6 separate regions of the Mus musculus genome follow, and regions 1, 2, 3, 4 and 6 are each linked to region 5. Evidence: chromatin contacts called from public HiChIP or PLAC-seq and promoter capture Hi-C data. All regions are on one chromosome and are shown on one strand. The core of a region is the stretch at or near the end of the contact, and the rest is flanking DNA. Distances in the headings are between cores, read along the strand shown. Region 1 has its middle 7.8 kb from the start of Gm13710. Region 2 overlaps Ctnnd1 (catenin (cadherin associated protein), delta 1). Region 3 overlaps Ctnnd1 (catenin (cadherin associated protein), delta 1). Region 4 holds the start of Tfpi (tissue factor pathway inhibitor). Region 5 holds the start of Zc3h15 (zinc finger CCCH-type containing 15). Region 6 overlaps Tfpi (tissue factor pathway inhibitor).

Region 1 (2,700 bases), core at 113-2,612, 850 kb after region 5:
TGAAGAATATGACTGCTTTTTGTTCTGAAGAGTCTGCCTGAGGTTAAGGTGAAGAGATTTCAGTTAATTGCTTTGACAAAGGAATTCTCAAAACAGCCTGGTATAAATTTTGTTGTGTGGTTACTAAAGTATCATCTTTGAAGAACATTTTTAATGAAAAGGAGCAAACTGAGAAAAGAAAAATACAAAACATATGGTTCAAAGAATAAAGGGGCACCAGGAAGTAAAATTGAGCTGAATCCTATGTTCAAGGAAATAAACAGATTAAGGGAGTGGTGACCTCAATGCAAGGTCCCACCCTGCTAAGCTTATTGTTTACGCTTTTGCAGATGAACAAGGGATTTGGTTATTGTTCCCATTTGGACTTTTAATCTGAAATGAACTACAATCTGGAAACAGAGAGCACAACTATGATCCAGATCTTGAGCCTTCTGATCCCAATCTTGAGGAATAATGGTCATAAAAAACTTAGGGCCAGGAATGGTGGTGCACACCTTTAATCCCAGGAGAAAGTGGCAAGCAGATCTCAAGTTCAAGGCCAGCCTAATACAGAGCAAGTTCCAAGTAAAAAAAAGCTTAGATCCAAGCATTCAGGAGACAGAGGCATGCAGATCTCTGAGTTCAAGGTCTGGAACTACAGAGCAAGTTCCAAGACAGCCAAGCTTAGGCAGTGAAGGAGTTGGAAAACAGAAAGCTGGTAACAGAATAAGGGGGACTATGTTCCAGCTCCAGTAAGCAGCAGATCTTGGCAGCTTTGGCCATGTGGCTCTGGCTTTAGAATCAAGAGTAGGAGACTACTGGGACAATTGATGCTGGTTAGCTGGACCTAAAAAATTAGTGTTGATTAATAAGACACTAGCATCCCTGAGGTGAAATCTTCTGGGAAGTGTTTTCTGAGAGCACAAAGAAGCTGTTTTCCAGAGATAGCCAAGGTTGTAACTCAGGCTGCTGCTGCACTTGGTAATGTATAAGAATCACGCAAGTATTTCTGGTTTTGAAGGCATGAAGGGGTCATGGAGAGGAGCTGAGGCTTGGCACTGTGAGAGGCCACTGGTACAGCCTCACCCCACAACTGAATGGATCTTGCAAAAAAGTTGAGACTTGGCACCATTAAGGGAGAGAGGCTATTTGTGAAGCCTAGTTGCAATGAGAAATCCCAGCATATTAGTGATGCCAATACCATGGGATGACCATCAAGAACAGCAGCAGCTGTGAAGTGGAGTCAACCAGAGCCTAGAGTGCTCCAGAGGGCAGAGCCGGAGAAGTGACCCAAGCCCTTTTGAAAAGTCCAGAAGCTCGTGTGTAGATCTCAGATGATCAGGAACAGGAAGCTGTGAGGTTGAAGTTGCCTTGGAGACCTCAAAATGTTAGAGATGCAAGATCCATGGGTACCTGCCGAGGAAAGCTGCTAACAGGAAGTGGTACCAGCCCAGGGGAAAGAAGTTTGTTGTGATCAATAAAGATGAAAAGAGGTGGAGATCTGAAGACCACTTTGGTGGTACAGATTTGAAGTTTGCCCAGCTGGTTTTTGGCTTTGTCCATTATTCCCTCACTATGATGTTTTGGAATGGTAATGTGTGTCTTGTGATGTTTAAGGTATGTGATCTGCTTTTTTATTTTTACTTTAGAGGGGACTACAGTTAAGTGACTGATTGAATCTCAGAAAAGACATTGAACTTTGGATGTTTAATACTGTTGAAACTGTTATAGACTATGGGACTTCTGAAGTTGGTCTAATGTATTTTGCATTATGCTATGGTATGCATTATATTATGGTATGGCCCCCATAGATGTCTATGTTTGGACAAACCTATAAGGGCCAGGGAGTGGAATGTGGTGATTTGACCAGGAGTGGCACTATTAGGAAGCCTTGTTAGCGTTAGTGTGACCTTGATGGAGGGAGTATGTCATTGTGGAGGTGGGCTTTGAGACTCTCCTCCTAGCCATGTGGGAGCCAGGCTTCTCCTGTTTGCTTTTGGATCAAGATGTAGAATTTTCAGCTACTTGTCCTGTATCACATCTGCCTGGACGCTGCCATGCTTCCCACCATGATGATAATGCACTGAATCTCTAAACCTGTAAGCCAGCCCCAATTAAATATTGTCCTTCATAAGAAAAAAAAAGAATGTCTCATTTCTCAGCATTTTAAGAGAAAAACATCCTAATGCTTGCTTCAGCTTACTTTGGAGTGAGATATAAATACACAGACTCCAAAATCCATATACAGAAAAATAGATTTCAAAATAGAGTGGGTTGGCCTGATTGCTGCTTGTATTCTAATGCTAATTTGGGCCCCCAAAACTGGTTGCCCAGAGATGAGAGAGTCCAAGAGGCTAGGTAAGTGACCCTGCCCCCAGTTAACTGTGATTGGCAAATAAAGATGACCACAGCCAATAGCTGGGCAGAAGAGACATAGGTGGGGTTTAGGTTTCCCAGGCTTGGCACCATGAGGAGGAAGAACATGCAGGAGAGAAGAGAAAAGAAGCCACCATGGGATAAGGGTCAAGAGACCATGGCCCTGAGGTCTGCCCTATTGGAGCTAAGAGCAGCCCAGATGAAACATAGTAAGTAGTAAGTAATAACTTGGGGTTATTGATAGGAAAGTAGATTCTAACAGCAGGGAGGGTAGGCAGCTACCCAGCTATTGTGCTAATTAAGGCTTATTGTAAATATAAAGGTGGTGTGTGTGTTTTTTAATCC
Region 2 (2,700 bases), core at 27-2,526, 990 kb after region 5:
CATTTTTCAAAGCCTTGATGAGACTATCAATAGATACCCCTTCTGTGAGGTTTTGGAAACATCTGTCTTTATGAACAACAGTGCATCTATGAAGAAAGCAGTGACAGGAAGCACGACACTTTAACTATATTAACAGGTAACAGGATGAAATGCTTTCCCATCTGAATGAAAGATAAAACCCAGGCCTAGAGCACAGTGTGCTGCAATCTCCCCATAGAAATTCTCAGCAGAATCTTCTCAGTACCTTCTGATCCAGTACCAACCTGTCTGTAAGGTGGTCTGGCCAGTACCTGTGTGATGGCCATATTCTCTGAAAACCTAGGTGGGCTCCAGCGGCTCTCTGCCCACAGTGCTATGTCTGCTTTGCTATACTAAGTGAACATATCGTAAGTAGCACTGCCGGTAAGCAGCCCTACTCAAGGCCATAGTACTTCTCCCCACACGGGAGGGTAGGAACTTTCTATGCTTCCAGTGTTATGAGTCATCCTAAGTACACAAAAGTTAAAACAAGGGGTTTTATTGTTATTTTTTGAGCAGGATATGATAGTATTACATACTTGTAATCCAAATACAAAAAATACAAGGGAGGCTGAAACAAGAGAATTTCAAGCTAGTCTGGGCTACAGAGTGAGCTCCTATCTTCTCTCTCTCTCTCTCTCTCTCTCTCTCACACACACACACACACACACACACACACACACACACACGTTTGAGGAAGGAAGTAGGGTAGACATGGGCAAGGAGTAGTGGATCCACCCCGAGGGACCTTTGGGTCTTACCTTCCCTTTACAAGGCAAAGCATTCCTCAGTTCTGGGGCTCGTATTCTATACGTTTCTTTTTTGTTGTTTTGTTTTTGTATTTAGAGACGGGGAGTCTCTCCTTGTAGCCTTTCTATCCTTGAACTCAAAGAGATCTGCCTACCTGTGGTCCCCAAGCATGAGCCACCACCTCCCAGCATCTGACTAAGTTTCTTTTTATAAGGAGCAAGTACTCAAATCAAAATCAGGTACTTCTTTATACCAATCACCTACTTTGATTGGCAAGCCTCATCTAGAAATTTAGCAAAAAACAGTCACCCTTATGCCACCTCAAATAAGAAAATCTCATCAAAATATTGTTTTTTAATTATGACATCTCACTAAGTCAAGCGCAAAGATCACAGTTGGGATGAGAAAGAGAAGGAACAAGAAGCAGAGAAGACTGTGCTGGCAGCATCAGACAGAGGGAAGGGATTGTTCTAGCGGTATGTTAGCAATCTGCCTCTAGGGCAGCTGTCCTCCTGGTCAATCAAAGGCGGGTCTGTGTGTGTGCTCAGAGCTAGCCAGCTTAGCAAGAAGTTGAGGACTCAGCCACCCAATCAACAGTGATAAAAGATGCCTACTTCACAGCTGGAATGAAGAGCAGGAAAAACAAAACAAGAAAGAAAGGGGGCAGCAGGAGGAGGACAAACTGTCATGGGTACACTACTTCAATCCCAGGGAACTACCAGCTATGCCCGGTTAGGGGTAAACATTGGCCACCTGCAGTAAGGGGATGCTGAAATCAAATAGGCAGGGTGGGTACTCCTGTGGGTAGCAAGGTGCCACACAGAAAGGCTCCAGGATTACCAGTTTCTTTGCCCCCTTCAAACCCCAAACAACTTCTGCAACCTACATAGTACATCAACATTATCTAACATCATCCATGCCCTCCTAGAATTCCATTCTTAATTAAATCCTAGATCCATAAATAAGCATAGCATACACAAAACTCAGTAAGCTCTTCAATGCTAAGAGATCAAGGCCATTTATATAACTCAAGTGCTGAGATGTAAAAGGCCACAGTCAGATCTCACACCCTCTAATCCCTCAGAGTAGCTAGCTGCTCTGAGACCCATTAGACACAAAGGCTGCTCTCTTCTCAGTAGGGCTCTGCAGCAGAGCCGCTCTCCAGGGACAAAGAGATTTCACAGGAGAACCACAAAGACATCACCCCTCTCTGTTCCCCCACTCCCAGCTTTCTCACTTCCTGTCACAGTAGCACCAGACCACAGTCTCCCAGAAACAAACAAATACAAAGTGCTGGATTCTGGGCTGCAGGCCAACCACATTCCAGGGCATCCTGTCTACCAATCACCAGTTAGAGCTCCTACTTTGCCCTGCTCAGTTCCTTATCGTGTTCAGGAAAACAACCCTCCTCTCAGCCTGAAGCCAACACTACATAGGACAAAGCTCAGGCCTTTAAGAATCAGCAGAAAGATACTATATGCACAGACCTAAGTAAGAGTCTTGGGGGGGGGGGGGTGGAAGAGATTTTTAATATTGTACCTGGCAAATTTTTTCACCTTAAGACACTGAAATAGGGATTTAAAAGCTAAAGCTGCTATTCCAGTCAGCACAGCTACAAGTGGCACCACCACCCCCCCAAGAAAGTGCCATCAAGATGATCACCAACAGTAGAACATGTCACCCATTTCCACTGCTTTTAAACTCTTCAAACTTGCCTACATGTGGAACTGATTCCTAAAGCCGGCCCCACCGAGAACAAACAAAGGCAGCAGACTCCACCCTACAGAAAGGCAGTTTATCAAGTTCTGAGGGCAAAGTTCCTGACTTCCCAAGAGAACAGGAGGAGGGCCACTAGGAATTGCACTGTAGCTCAGGCAGCAAAGAGGCTGACAGGCAACCTTAGCTTTTTCCTGCAAAAAAGAAGCACTGGCC
Region 3 (2,700 bases), core at 112-2,611, 970 kb after region 5:
CAGCAAGTTTATATTCATTAATATCCTGGGTCCAAACATCTAAAGCCTGATAAAGACATGTCTTCTAACAGTCAGGCTCAAGGTCCAAAAAGCTGCAGTGGCCATTCAGAAAGCTAAGTCTCTCTCTTTTCTTTTCTTTTCTTTTCTTTTCTTTTCTTTTTTTTTTTTTTTTTTTTTTTTTTGAGGCATGCTCTCCCTCTGTACCTCCACAAGGCTTTGAACTGGCAGCAATCCTCCTGCCTGCAGTACTAAGGCTACAGGCATGCACCATTATACTCAGCCTAGTTTTGGCTCTAGACTAAATACTGTGACTTTTCCCAACACTTTCACTGTAACCTCAAATCCATTAAGTCAGAGAGAAATGTTAACATAGCGCACAGAACATGTTACCATATCCAAAGTCTCTGGAGAATAAGGAGGGTAGCTTACCTCGAGCAGGACTAGTTCTTTTAGGGAAATCCACTGTATCATTTGCTGGATCCTCTGTAGGCTTTTTCCCTATGAAAATGGAGAAAGGGTGGAGAGAACAGGGGAAATAATTTTTTAAAAAAGGAAAGATTCGACCTGGCAGTTTTTCATCCTTCAGTCAGAATCTTCAGATCAGAGATGCAGCATCAAAAGAGGCAAAAGAAGAGAAACCCCACACATAACTGTCCCAACAGGATGATGCAGAAACAAGGAAGACCAAAACAGGCAGTAGACTGTCCAAAAGGATGACCACTCCTGTGGCTGTTAACTGAGTTCTGATAAAAGGGACTGCTGCCCAGAAACAACATGTAAAACCACAACCCAGAAGATTTAAACTTATTCCAATGCTTTCCCTCAACTAAGTTTTCCTACATGCATCCATGGGGAAGGTTAGACAAAGAGATATTAAGAAAGGTAAGAACCAAACCATGCAAGTTAGGAGACAAGCGCCTTAAAAGATTGCACTCACCTCTGGAGAACCACTCATCTTCCAGTGCATCACCAAGGTGGAAAGCGAGGAGAGAAATGAAGGAAGAAAACGCAGGAGAAAGATGTCAACAGGATCATGGGCAAGTACACAAGAAAGCAGAGAAGGAGGAGGAATAGGGAGGAAGACCCCGGTGTAGCTGAGTTCTTGTCCTTCACTGCCCCAGATGCCAATACACTAACAATCGTCACCATCCTCACACACCACCACCACCACCACCACCACCACCTTACCACCCGTCAAGGCATGTAGAACAAGGGAGGAGCAGCAACAGAGCAAAAGGACACAACTCTACTAGGGAGACTTCCACGCTATTTATTAAATCCCTATAAAGCTAAGTGTTCCTCTTGTCCCATATTAAAGTACTGGAACTAAGCAAAACTCACCTTTGCCCTTCTTGGCTCCAAAGCAACTGGCAGCGTGTGGCCCAGTACTGTTAGCCACAGTAGGAAGGGCCTCCTGGTAACGCTCTGCCTGTGGGATTTCACGATGAACTTGGTATGATAAGTTCCGGAGGAGGCAAACACAATTCTCCACAAGCTTAGGGACATAAAACAAAAAGGTTCAGTTGGAAAAGAGAATGCTTATGATGACTTCCAAGAAAATCCAAGTCTCCATGTTTTGAGTATTAAAAGATCAATCCTAAATGCATAACTCAATCCATCTTCTCTCAGGTTGCCTTGTCAGTACCCCAAGATCCTCAAAATTCTTGTTTCCTTCATGCTAACAGGGTGTCTAATTATAGACATGTACTGGCTTCTACAACTAGTTGGTGACCCAACACTTAGGCCCCTGTTTTCCCTACTAAGAAAATATATAATGTGGAAGACTACTAAGCAGCTTAACTCTATATGGGACACACACACCTAAAGAAAACTATCTTTGGAGCTGAAGGGATGGCTTAGTCATTAACAGCACTTGCTGCACAACAAGTCTGGCATGATCTTGAATGCACCTATAAACCAGTGCTATAGGAACAGCATTGCTGAAGTACTTGCTGCCAGCCTAGCCAAAGAACACAACCTCCAGATTCAAGGTGAGACCCTGTCTAAAAAGAATAAGGTGGAAAGTGCCTGAGTAACAAACAAGGAACAAATGTTCTCCTGGCTTCTTCTCTGTGTACTTGCACGCACACACACACACACACACACACACACACACACACACATACACACACACACACACACACACACACTTCTCTTTGTCTAAACTAAATGCCCATTTTAGGGAGAGGGGGTAGCATAATAAATATTTTATATTACCTGATAGCCTGAGGTGGTAGGTCTGGACCACAGGCGCCTTAGTGAACAAAATTCACTTAGTCATTCATTAACTTACCTTACTGTCTGAATCCTTCTGCCCAATTTCTGCCTGAACGATGAAAATGAGGGCATCAACTAAGCCGTCACATTCCCGAAGTTTCCTCCGGGCTTCACTCCTCTCTGAGCTTACGTTCCTAAGGGAAACACAAAATTAAGTAGAGGACTTAAATCCATAAAGTGCCCCCCACAGATATTGTTCTTCATTTCCATCGAAAGCTTCCTTAAAACCTTTTGTATTCAGTACAATAGGCAATTGATACTTAAAAGCAAGGTACTGCAGTTGGAAATTGACTGAAAGTCTGTCTGCTGAGCTTTCTCAAGCTTGTGAAGTCCTGTTGAAAAACATGCATACCAGGAACTGGAACAGGCAGGCAGCGTCAAGAGCACTAGCACTGGATGCTCTTCTAAGGACTTGGGTTCAAC
Region 4 (2,700 bases), core at 64-2,563, 830 kb after region 5:
AGTAAAAGTGGACCGGGCGGTGGTGGCCGCACACCTTTAATCCCAGCACTTGGGGAGGCAGAGGCAGGCGGATCTCTGAGTTCGAGGCCAGCCTGGGTCTACAGATCGAGTTCCAGGACAGCCAGGGCTATACAGAGAGAAACCCTGTTTCAAAAAACAAAAGCAAAACACAAACAAAGTAAAAATGGAAATCACTTCATGGGGAAAAAAAAAAAAGAGAATACTCTTAAGTTGCGACAAAATAGCATGGACAAATTGAGATGTTAAAAACGATTAAAAAACTTTTATCGACAGTGTGGTTATTCAATGTGTACTGCTAGAGAAGAGGACATTCATAAGTATCTGAAATATTCTGGCATATTTTATAGTTAAACCAAGACTTAGAAGACTTAGAAACCAATCCGGGGGTGGGAGGGCATATCTGGACCACAACTTCATTTCTTATCGGTGGCTAGTCTCACTGTAGACCAGGCTGACTGAAACTTACAGACCCACCTCACTCTGCCTCAGAGGGCTAGGATTACAGGAGTGCCCCTGCATCTGGCCTTTCTTCTCAGTTTGAGGTTGTGATGAGAGCAAGGGATAACAACTAGTGAGGGTGGGCAGGCACCATAAAAGGGCATTTGTCAGAATGCCCCCGCAGGGCACCAAGAGTGCCAACGCAGAAGTCTGCTTCCTGCTTCTGTGCCATCTCCCGAATGAGCACCTCTGCCCAGAAGCGACGGTGACATCGTGACTGACACTGAGCAATGCACCTGGACACCTTGTAGTTGGGCCAACTGGACTGGCCAGCACACCTCCACCGCACCACCACCACCATCTCCCTTGGGTTTCTTACCTTGATGAGTCAGTAGTCCTTAAATGAGATCTGGAGATGAGGTCCCAAAATTATACCGTCTTCAGAAGAAATCCGGAGACAGGTCCCGAAAGTGATACAGTCTAAAAATAATAGTTTAGAGGGTCTTAATTGGGTTCCGTTTCTCTGGCAGTTAAAGAAATTAAAGGCAGGAAATTTCAGAAGAGCAATAGAGAGAAGTAGGAGTTAAAGGCAAGCATCTACTTAGGGTGGGGAACACACTCACGCGTCAGACACACGGAGAAAAAGATTCTCTGTAAAGGTTGCTCGGGAAGCCGAAAACCCCAGTCTCTTCTCTCGAGTCCTGAGGTTTTAAAGCATTCGAAGAGTCTTCCTCCCCCACTTCAGGGTTGGTCAGTTTGCCGTTGATTGGTCCGAAACTATGAAACTGTGAAACTATGTGTGACATGTCCTCATCAGGTCTTGACCTTGTTGAGCCAGTCCCTCAGTAAGGATTCTCCCCTGGAAGCTTTTGTGTCAAAGTCAATAGGTGAGGAAGCTAGCCATTATCTAGCCACGGCCCTCTCCCTATCTGGTGCCTACCAGGAAGTCTGTCAAACTTTTACCCTAATAGACAACAATACCCAGCTTCTGGTAACAGGAAAGAAGATGGGCGGCCACAGACTTCACCTGGAGCAAAGCACTGCCCCAGGCTCACCCGAGGCCTGGGTCCTGCCCAAACTGTGGACACTGTGGGATCCTATTCTGCCCTACTCTGCCTCTCTAAGGTAGTTTTCCCAAGTTCCACGGGAAAATCTCTTAGACCGTCTGGGTCTGGTGGCTGAGGGCTGATTGCTGCCCACTGTGGTTAACTGAAGACTTAACGCTGCCCTGTGTGTGTGGCTGCAAAACTCGGTTCACCTCTGCTCACAACAGATCACCATACTGACTGTTCAGGTGGCAGTTAAATCTGTCATTCTTAATTGGCCCAGAGGCCATTTGGTCTATACTTCCTGCTCAAATTTACCCTCAGACCTCTGGGGTGATGTTGACTGCGTGTTTTATCAGATTGGGAGCAGCAATCTGATAAATCTTAGCCTCTCACCTCAGGGACACAGCTGCTTAGTCAGACCGTTTCCTAAGGCCTTGCCTTCTCAGGGACACAGCTGCTTAGTCAGACCGTTTCCTAAGGCCTTGCCTTTTCCAGAGCTCAGGTCTCCAGCTGAGACAGGCAAGCTCACAGACACGTTTGCCTCGCTGACAGGCTTCCTGCTGAGAAAGATAAACTCACAAAAACAGATTTCAGTGTGAGAGCAAACTCAAGCCATCGTGTTGTTACTCAAAACTTGCTCTCTGCTGTTCCTTTATTCAAAAGAGCTTACTTTTTTGTGACTTTGTTCACTAATCAAACACCTATGCCTCAAAGTATTAGAGTTTTCCAGATTTTAAAAAAAAAAAAAAAGTTTAAAGTTTATGCAACTTGCCAAGGTCTGAGGAAGGGATTCAAAGTATGTGAAAATGATTTAAGGTGCGTGAAAAATGAGACTTTCAAGATGGTATACGATGTGAAGACTTCAGGGTTCACTCAGTGGAGTTCTGATGAATCTAGCCCTGGTAAAACACTGGCTACTAAACTTTTTAAAAACATCATAGTCACAGGCCCAAAATTGTTAATTTTCTTTAGTTGTTTTCTAAATAAAGGCACTTATCATTGTGAAAAAAACACCTCTGTTCTTTTGTTCTCTTCCCTGACAAGAAATCTCTGTCTTATTACAGATAAATAAATGTTCATGCTCCTATTATGCTAATAACTTTTCAAGCTTTGTTTTGCTAAGGCTCAAAGGTCTATTCCAACTGTTTACAGATTTTTGTTAACTGCTTTGCTACAATGAGTACTTCCTTGC
Region 5 (2,700 bases), core at 154-2,653:
TCAGCTATGACTGTGAAATTCTAGATTGTTTACAACTTTTCCATACTTACGATTGCCATAAAAAAATTCTTTAAAATTAGAGACATTAAATGAATCACTAAAAAGGGGGATATTAAGATTACTACATTCTGCTACTACAGGAATTCTTAATCAACTTCTGAAGAATAAATAATACAGAAAAGTAAACTGTCACAGTGTTCCACAAAGGCTCCTGTTGAGTTGGGTGACACTCCTAGGGAGAGTGGAACACATGAAGGGAAGTAGATCACTGGGGAAAGCCCTTGAAAGGAATATTGGGTCCCCTGCCCCTAAGTGTCTCTTTTTGCTTTGGTTGCCATCAGATGAACACTGTCCATTTCCCTCATGGTGGCATTAGGGTTCCAAAGTAGTTTTCTGCTTATGAAATTGTTGAAAAACTAATAACTCCCTTCTCTGGAAGGATGATTCTTCTGTTAATCAATGTAGGTAAAACAGTAACCATGCAAAAGAACAGCCATTCATTGTGTGCTTTTTTAAAGTCAGTATTTGGCTGAATAAAAAATAGTAGATTCATTTGCATATCAAAAGCCATACTTTTGGTTTAGTCTACAATATAAACAGAGCCCTGAAGCAAGACTAACCAGGCTGAAATTCTTATCTTGGATTTTACATTTAGCCACCTTTCTTTCTGCGTTTCATCTCAAACAGTGCTAACAGTTAACCATTCGTACCTCAGTGTAGATGTAATGAGTGAAATCGTGTGTGTAAAGTCATTATGGAATTTACCAAACACTTAAACTAACCTTAAATTGGGCTTGGCCCATACTGTTAGGCTAGTTTGACATAGTAAAATAGTGATTTTTTTTTTTCCGGAATCGTTAAGGCAGCCCCCTAAAATTAGTACAGGACTTGAAGAGAAACTAAGGATTTCACCCACTAGGACTCCACGTCTGACGATCTCCAAATGAAACTTTATTTCTTTACGCAACTTCATACTGAAGGTGCTGCATTGCAACCCTGCCCCTCCAGAGGACAAGACAGTAGCTCATAATTGATGCAGCCGCTCCGTGATTACTCAAGATGGTACTGTCCAGTGCTAACTAGATCTAGAACTCTCTACGCCAGGGGTCTATACAAGTGAGGTGAGGAGGCATCACTCGCGGTGCTAATGAAGGACGAAGCCAAGCAAGTGGCAAGCGCCTCACCAAAAGGAGGCGTCACACGCCGCGCCTTTCCCAGTTCCCACGTCTCATCCACGCCCCCTCCCGGCTCGGCGCAGCCGGAGCGCACGCGCAGCTCCACTTCCGGGCGCCTCGCCTCGCGCCCCACAGTGCATAGCGGCGCCGTGCTGTCGCAAAGGCCACATCCGGGCGGCGAATGAGCGAGTCGCTTTCCGTGCGCTGCGGCGGCGGCTGGGTCTTCCTGCTCCCGCCGAGCTGCCGGACGCCCCGACGGTAGCCATCTGCGTCGCAGTCGGCCCGGTGCCCCCCGCCTCCGCGATGCCCCCCAAGAAACAGGCTCAGGCCGGGGGCAGCAAGAAGGCGGAGCAGAAGAAGAAGGAGAAGATCATCGAGGTACGTCCCCTCCCCCTCCCCGCCGCACCGGGCTGGGGCTCGCCGGGCTGCGGAGCGCGGCTCCCCGGGGCCACGTGTCGGCGCCCGGCCCGGTGGGCCCCGACTGAAGTGGTTCTCGCCGCCCCTCATCGCTGTAGTGAGGCCGCTGCGCCCCCGCGCTCGCCGCGTCTCCACCCACGCGCCCGCCGCGCCCACTCGGCCGCCCAGGGACCCCCGGCCCGGCCTTTCGATGCTCACGACTTTCCGCGGCTCCTCGGGCTGTGCCTGAAAAAACAAGCTGAGTGGCGCTCTGGAAGGCCCCTCCTGACTGACCTGACGCCTTGGGTTTGGTTTTTTTCTTTATCAGGCAGTGAGAGGTAGCGCTGTTCATTTTCAAGAGCCAGCGGACTATTTACCACTTTTTTGTTGTTGTTGTTTCTTTTGGTGTTTGGTCCATCTGGAAACTTTCGTGTCAAGAACAGAGGTTTCCCAAAAAGCGTGGCCCAGCGGTTTTGTACAGAATGCTTCGTTCATACATGGAGTCTGAATTAAACGTAGGCTCTGTCACAGTACCTATGTTAAATTGGGAGCTCCCAGTTTACCTACACACACACACACACACACACACACACACACGAGCGTCTTTTAATGCATTGAACTTGTAGGCATTCAGTGAGTGAGGCAAGGTACTGATGTTCTTAAATGTTCCTCAGGTTACAACGATTGTCTACTTGAGTTTCCTTAAGATAGGTAATGAAATTTCACATTCGATAAACGTATTTCTTCCATACTAATCCTCATTTAAAAGTAAATGGTACCTCATAGACTTGGATGTAGTTGGAAGAAAAGATGACTATTTTACAGCATCTGAGTATAAAGTAACCTTTAGTAGGCTCGTTCTTATTAAAATAGCCAGAATGAATGTTTGGGGTTTCGAAATGAGATGTTTGCTTATGATCGTTTTTTTTCAACATTTGATTGTTATAGCCTTGAAAGATAGAAGTGAGAATTCGCCAGGGTTCCTTTATACACGCTAATGAGATTAATCTTTTGTCAGATTGTATGTAGTTAAAGTTGGCTGATTTAATTTAAATAAAATTAATGTGAACACATCTAATAATTTACTGACTGTTGGAGTTCTAAGGTAGAACTGCCGTAGCCAAACATC
Region 6 (2,700 bases), core at 45-2,544, 810 kb after region 5:
AAACCTACCTGGTATGCATGTTTTCTTACACTCTTCCAGGGTATCAAATCGGTTCTCGTTCCCTTCACATCCCCCGTATATAAATTCTTCACATTGATGAGTATACATATTGAAAAAATAACTCCTTATCATTGCTTTGCATGGACCATCATCTGCCTTCATTGCACAAAATGTATGTAGCGGTTTCATTGACCCCAGCTCAGAATCTACAAGGTAAATTTTAAAACATCACGTGTGTAGCTCTCTCCCAACACTATGATAACATCCTTGCTGTTGTTTTGCCAAATATACAATTTCCACCGTCAATTTTTAAATGAGAAAATTAAAACTGAAAATTCAGGTTATTATGGGTTCCATGCAAGTAACGACCTGAGTGAGCGAGCCTATATGTTCCACGTGTTTGATAATTTATATATGATCTATAAGGAAGGCACTTGAGGCTTTAAATGGCATAAACCAATTTGTCCTTTAGAGGGCAGCAGTGCTCTGTTAAGAGACAATCTATGAGCACTACTGTAAAACATTCTCTTCATTCACCATTATTTTAAATACTAAAACATGAATGGACATCACGTCAAAGTTCTCACCTAAAAATTATTTTAAAACAAAGTGTAAATTGTACATAGATGATAATCTAGTAATAAATCCATTTTTTTAATTCCCTACAATTTTAAAATGTGAATTTTTGGAAAATATTTTACATACATTTGATCTAGGCTACTTTCAACTATCTTCTTCCATTTGCAATTCATTACTATAGTTAAATATTAATTAATATATTCTGGCCATATTTTAATAAAGTTATGATTCTAACAAAGACATTGGAATGTTCCCACTTATTTCTTCCTTTTTTACTTATTTACTTGTTTGCGAACATGCTTGCAGGTATGCATAAGTGGAGGGGTGCACATACTCCCTGACTGTCTCTCTTCAATTGCAATCTCTCACTACCCTAGAACTCAAAAGGCACGCTAGGCTGGCTGGCTGGCTCTGGGGACACCGGGCCTCAGGAATCTGCCTTTCTCTGGCTTCCCACTACAGGACTTACAGACATGCACCGCCAAAGTCCAGCTTATTTTTACATTCATTCTGGAATAAAACTCAGTTCCTGGTCTTACAAGTCAAGCTCATTCCTGTCTCCTCAGCCCCAATCACCTATAGTACTGGTAAAATCAGATATCTGTGGTGTCAAACGTCAAGTTGACTGAATCAAGAGTTATCTGAGAGATGGCTACTGAGCAGGCCTGGGGTATGGCGGGGAAGCACTGATTGATTCTTTGACTCCCACGCTCTGGGCTGAGAACTAGACAGTGTTACCGGAAGGAGAGCTAAGCACAGATTTTGTCGTGCTTCTCTCTGGCTGACTTATATCAGCTCTTGCTTACTGAAATCGTGTGTGTGTGTGTGTGTGTGTGTGTGTGTGTGTGTGTGTGTGTGTGTGTGTGTGTGTGTGTGTGTGAGTGTGAGTGAGTGTGAGAGAGAGAGAGAGAGAGAGAGAGAGAGAGAGAGAGAGAGGGAGAGAGGGAGAGAGAGAGAGAGCGTTTCTGTCGGTATGTGTTCAGGAAGACACAGAGCCCAAGTTCAGCCTGCTATTTAATAAGTTGGCCACAAGAGGGAGACAGTGTACCACAAAAGAGTTGTTTCTTCAGTGCTGTTGATGTAGTTACAGTAATTACCGGCAAACTTTCCTCTGAGTAATTACAATCTCATGGAACTTCGTTATAAAATCATCTAATGATCTCCCAGCAGTGATGCCAGACACCTTTAATCCCAGCACTTGGGAGGCAGAGGCAGGCAGATTTCTGAGTTGGAGACCAGCCTGGTCTACAGAGTTAATTCCAGGACAGCCAGGGCTACACAGAGAAACCCTATCTCAAAAACAAAAACAAAAACAAAAAGCAGATCTACTTTTGTAGATGTTCTTTGTGATGCAGGTTTTATCAAGTTGCTTAGACTTATACGTGCAGATGAGAGAACTGACTCTCATATGCTATTATACCAGGTATAATTCACAATAATAAGAGTAAGATTATCACAGACCTGAAAGGCTGAGATTTCACCCAAATACTTGGACTAAACAATTCAATTTAATAAAGTAATGTCTGCTCAATAGCACTCTAAAAATTGCTTTATAAAGCTGGAACTCATTTTTGATGAAAATCTGGTGCTAAATTCATAGCAACCACGTAAAGACAAAAACACTATCAACTTTTTATTTCGTTATTACCTTATTTCTTTAGAATTCCCATATTAATGAAGTTACCATAATTTTATATCAGTATATTCTATGCATTGATCTTGTTGCTGTTCACACCTAAGCAGGATGTCCCAGACAACAGGAAGACCTCGGGTTAATCTCGGACATCCACAGCCATCCACTCTTGGGAAGGTGTATGCCTGTCTTGGTTTTCATTTATGGGGATAACCTTTTTGAGTATTAAAATTGTGCCCTGAATACGTATCTATCAAGAACTGGGTTGTTATTGCAGATACAACAATATATCGGGCAGCAGGCCCTTTTAATGACGCTTGCAATCACTAATTTACAATAATTACAATAGTAATTTATTGAAGAGCTTACTAAAGAGCGAACAGCAGACTACCTCAGGGAAGGAGTAAGGATAATTTTTCTTACACTTGGAAGAGTTGAGAATAATGTTTTTAAAAATAAGGACTATCCTTCTGTACCCATGAAACTAG

Evidence for each region. Promoter capture Hi-C pulls out the DNA fragments that hold promoters and counts their contacts. HiChIP or PLAC-seq counts read pairs in DNA pulled down with a chosen protein or histone mark.
Region 1: a contact with region 5 is called in a promoter capture Hi-C map of pre-B cells. The contact joins the enhancer-like site here to the promoter of Zc3h15 in region 5. A contact is called at or near these places in 1 of 39 promoter capture datasets (pre-B cells), 1 of 484 Hi-C or Micro-C datasets (CD4 T cells) and 1 of 115 datasets of contacts at active chromatin or transcription factors (embryonic stem cells).
Region 2: a contact with region 5 is called in a FOXA1 HiChIP or PLAC-seq map of pancreatic cancer cells. The contact joins the enhancer-like site here to the promoter of Zc3h15 in region 5. A contact is called at or near these places in 7 of 39 promoter capture datasets (the C10 cell line, embryonic stem cells, hematopoietic stem and progenitor cells and 3 more), 5 of 115 datasets of contacts at active chromatin or transcription factors (astrocytes, embryonic stem cells, epiblast stem cells and 2 more) and 1 of 9 other capture datasets (embryonic stem cells).
Region 3: a promoter capture Hi-C map of liver shows a contact between it and region 5, with 2.6 times the contacts expected there. The contact joins the enhancer-like site here to the promoter of Zc3h15 in region 5. A contact is called at or near these places in 3 of 39 promoter capture datasets (liver, neutrophils and pre-B cells) and 1 of 115 datasets of contacts at active chromatin or transcription factors (pro-B cells).
Region 4: a contact with region 5 is called in a promoter capture Hi-C map of stem cell-derived epiblast-like cells, with 7 times the contacts expected there. The contact joins the promoter of Tfpi here to the promoter of Zc3h15 in region 5. A contact is called at or near these places in 13 of 39 promoter capture datasets (the C10 cell line, the HPC-7 cell line, HPC-7-derived erythroid cells and 6 more), 4 of 484 Hi-C or Micro-C datasets (B cells, CD4 T cells, Th1 cells and 1 more), 7 of 115 datasets of contacts at active chromatin or transcription factors (embryonic stem cells, memory CD8 T cells, microglia and 2 more) and 3 of 9 other capture datasets (embryonic stem cells, liver and pancreatic islet).
Region 6: a promoter capture Hi-C map of liver shows a contact between it and region 5, with 2.8 times the contacts expected there. The contact joins the enhancer-like site here to the promoter of Zc3h15 in region 5. A contact is called at or near these places in 12 of 39 promoter capture datasets (the C10 cell line, the HPC-7 cell line, cranial neural crest and 7 more) and 9 of 115 datasets of contacts at active chromatin or transcription factors (astrocytes, bone marrow-derived macrophages, embryonic stem cells and 5 more).

What each region holds. Positions count from the first base shown.
Region 1 is chr2:84,497,754-84,500,453 of GRCm38.p6, forward strand. No RefSeq gene overlaps it. Among named protein-coding and RNA genes, the nearest start is that of Gm13710, 7.8 kb to the right of the region's middle. Within about 2 kb of position 1,363, at least 10 of the 459 cell types and tissues checked have an H3K27ac peak or open chromatin away from gene starts, as enhancers often do.
Region 2 is chr2:84,633,800-84,636,499 of GRCm38.p6, forward strand. All of the region lies in intron 1 of Ctnnd1 (catenin (cadherin associated protein), delta 1), which reads right to left. Among named protein-coding and RNA genes, the nearest start is that of Ctnnd1, 16 kb to the right of the region's middle. Within about 2 kb of position 1,277, at least 290 of the 459 cell types and tissues checked have an H3K27ac peak or open chromatin away from gene starts, as enhancers often do. A contact at or near this core is called in astrocytes, embryonic stem cells, epiblast stem cells and 3 more, where this site is marked.
Region 3 is chr2:84,611,595-84,614,294 of GRCm38.p6, forward strand. It overlaps Ctnnd1 (catenin (cadherin associated protein), delta 1), which reads right to left. Exons shown (of 19, transcript NM_001085450.1): 8 at 2,294-2,411; 9 at 1,342-1,495; 10 at 938-955; 11 at 430-498. Among named protein-coding and RNA genes, the nearest start is that of Ctnnd1, 38 kb to the right of the region's middle. Within about 2 kb of position 1,362, at least 3 of the 459 cell types and tissues checked have an H3K27ac peak or open chromatin away from gene starts, as enhancers often do. A contact at or near this core is called in liver, where this site is marked.
Region 4 is chr2:84,472,861-84,475,560 of GRCm38.p6, forward strand. It overlaps Tfpi (tissue factor pathway inhibitor), which reads right to left and starts at 1,314. Exons shown (of 9, transcript NM_011576.1): 1 at 1,083-1,314; 2 at 839-939.
Region 5 is chr2:83,643,175-83,645,874 of GRCm38.p6, forward strand. It overlaps Zc3h15 (zinc finger CCCH-type containing 15), which reads left to right and starts at 1,404. Exons shown (of 10, transcript NM_026934.3): 1 at 1,404-1,553. The coding sequence starts at 1,479.
Region 6 is chr2:84,453,792-84,456,491 of GRCm38.p6, forward strand. It overlaps Tfpi (tissue factor pathway inhibitor), which reads right to left. Exons shown (of 9, transcript NM_011576.1): 4 at 9-206. Among named protein-coding and RNA genes, the nearest start is that of Tfpi, 19 kb to the right of the region's middle. Within about 2 kb of position 1,295, at least 39 of the 459 cell types and tissues checked have an H3K27ac peak or open chromatin away from gene starts, as enhancers often do. A contact at or near this core is called in bone marrow-derived macrophages, liver and memory CD8 T cells, where this site is marked.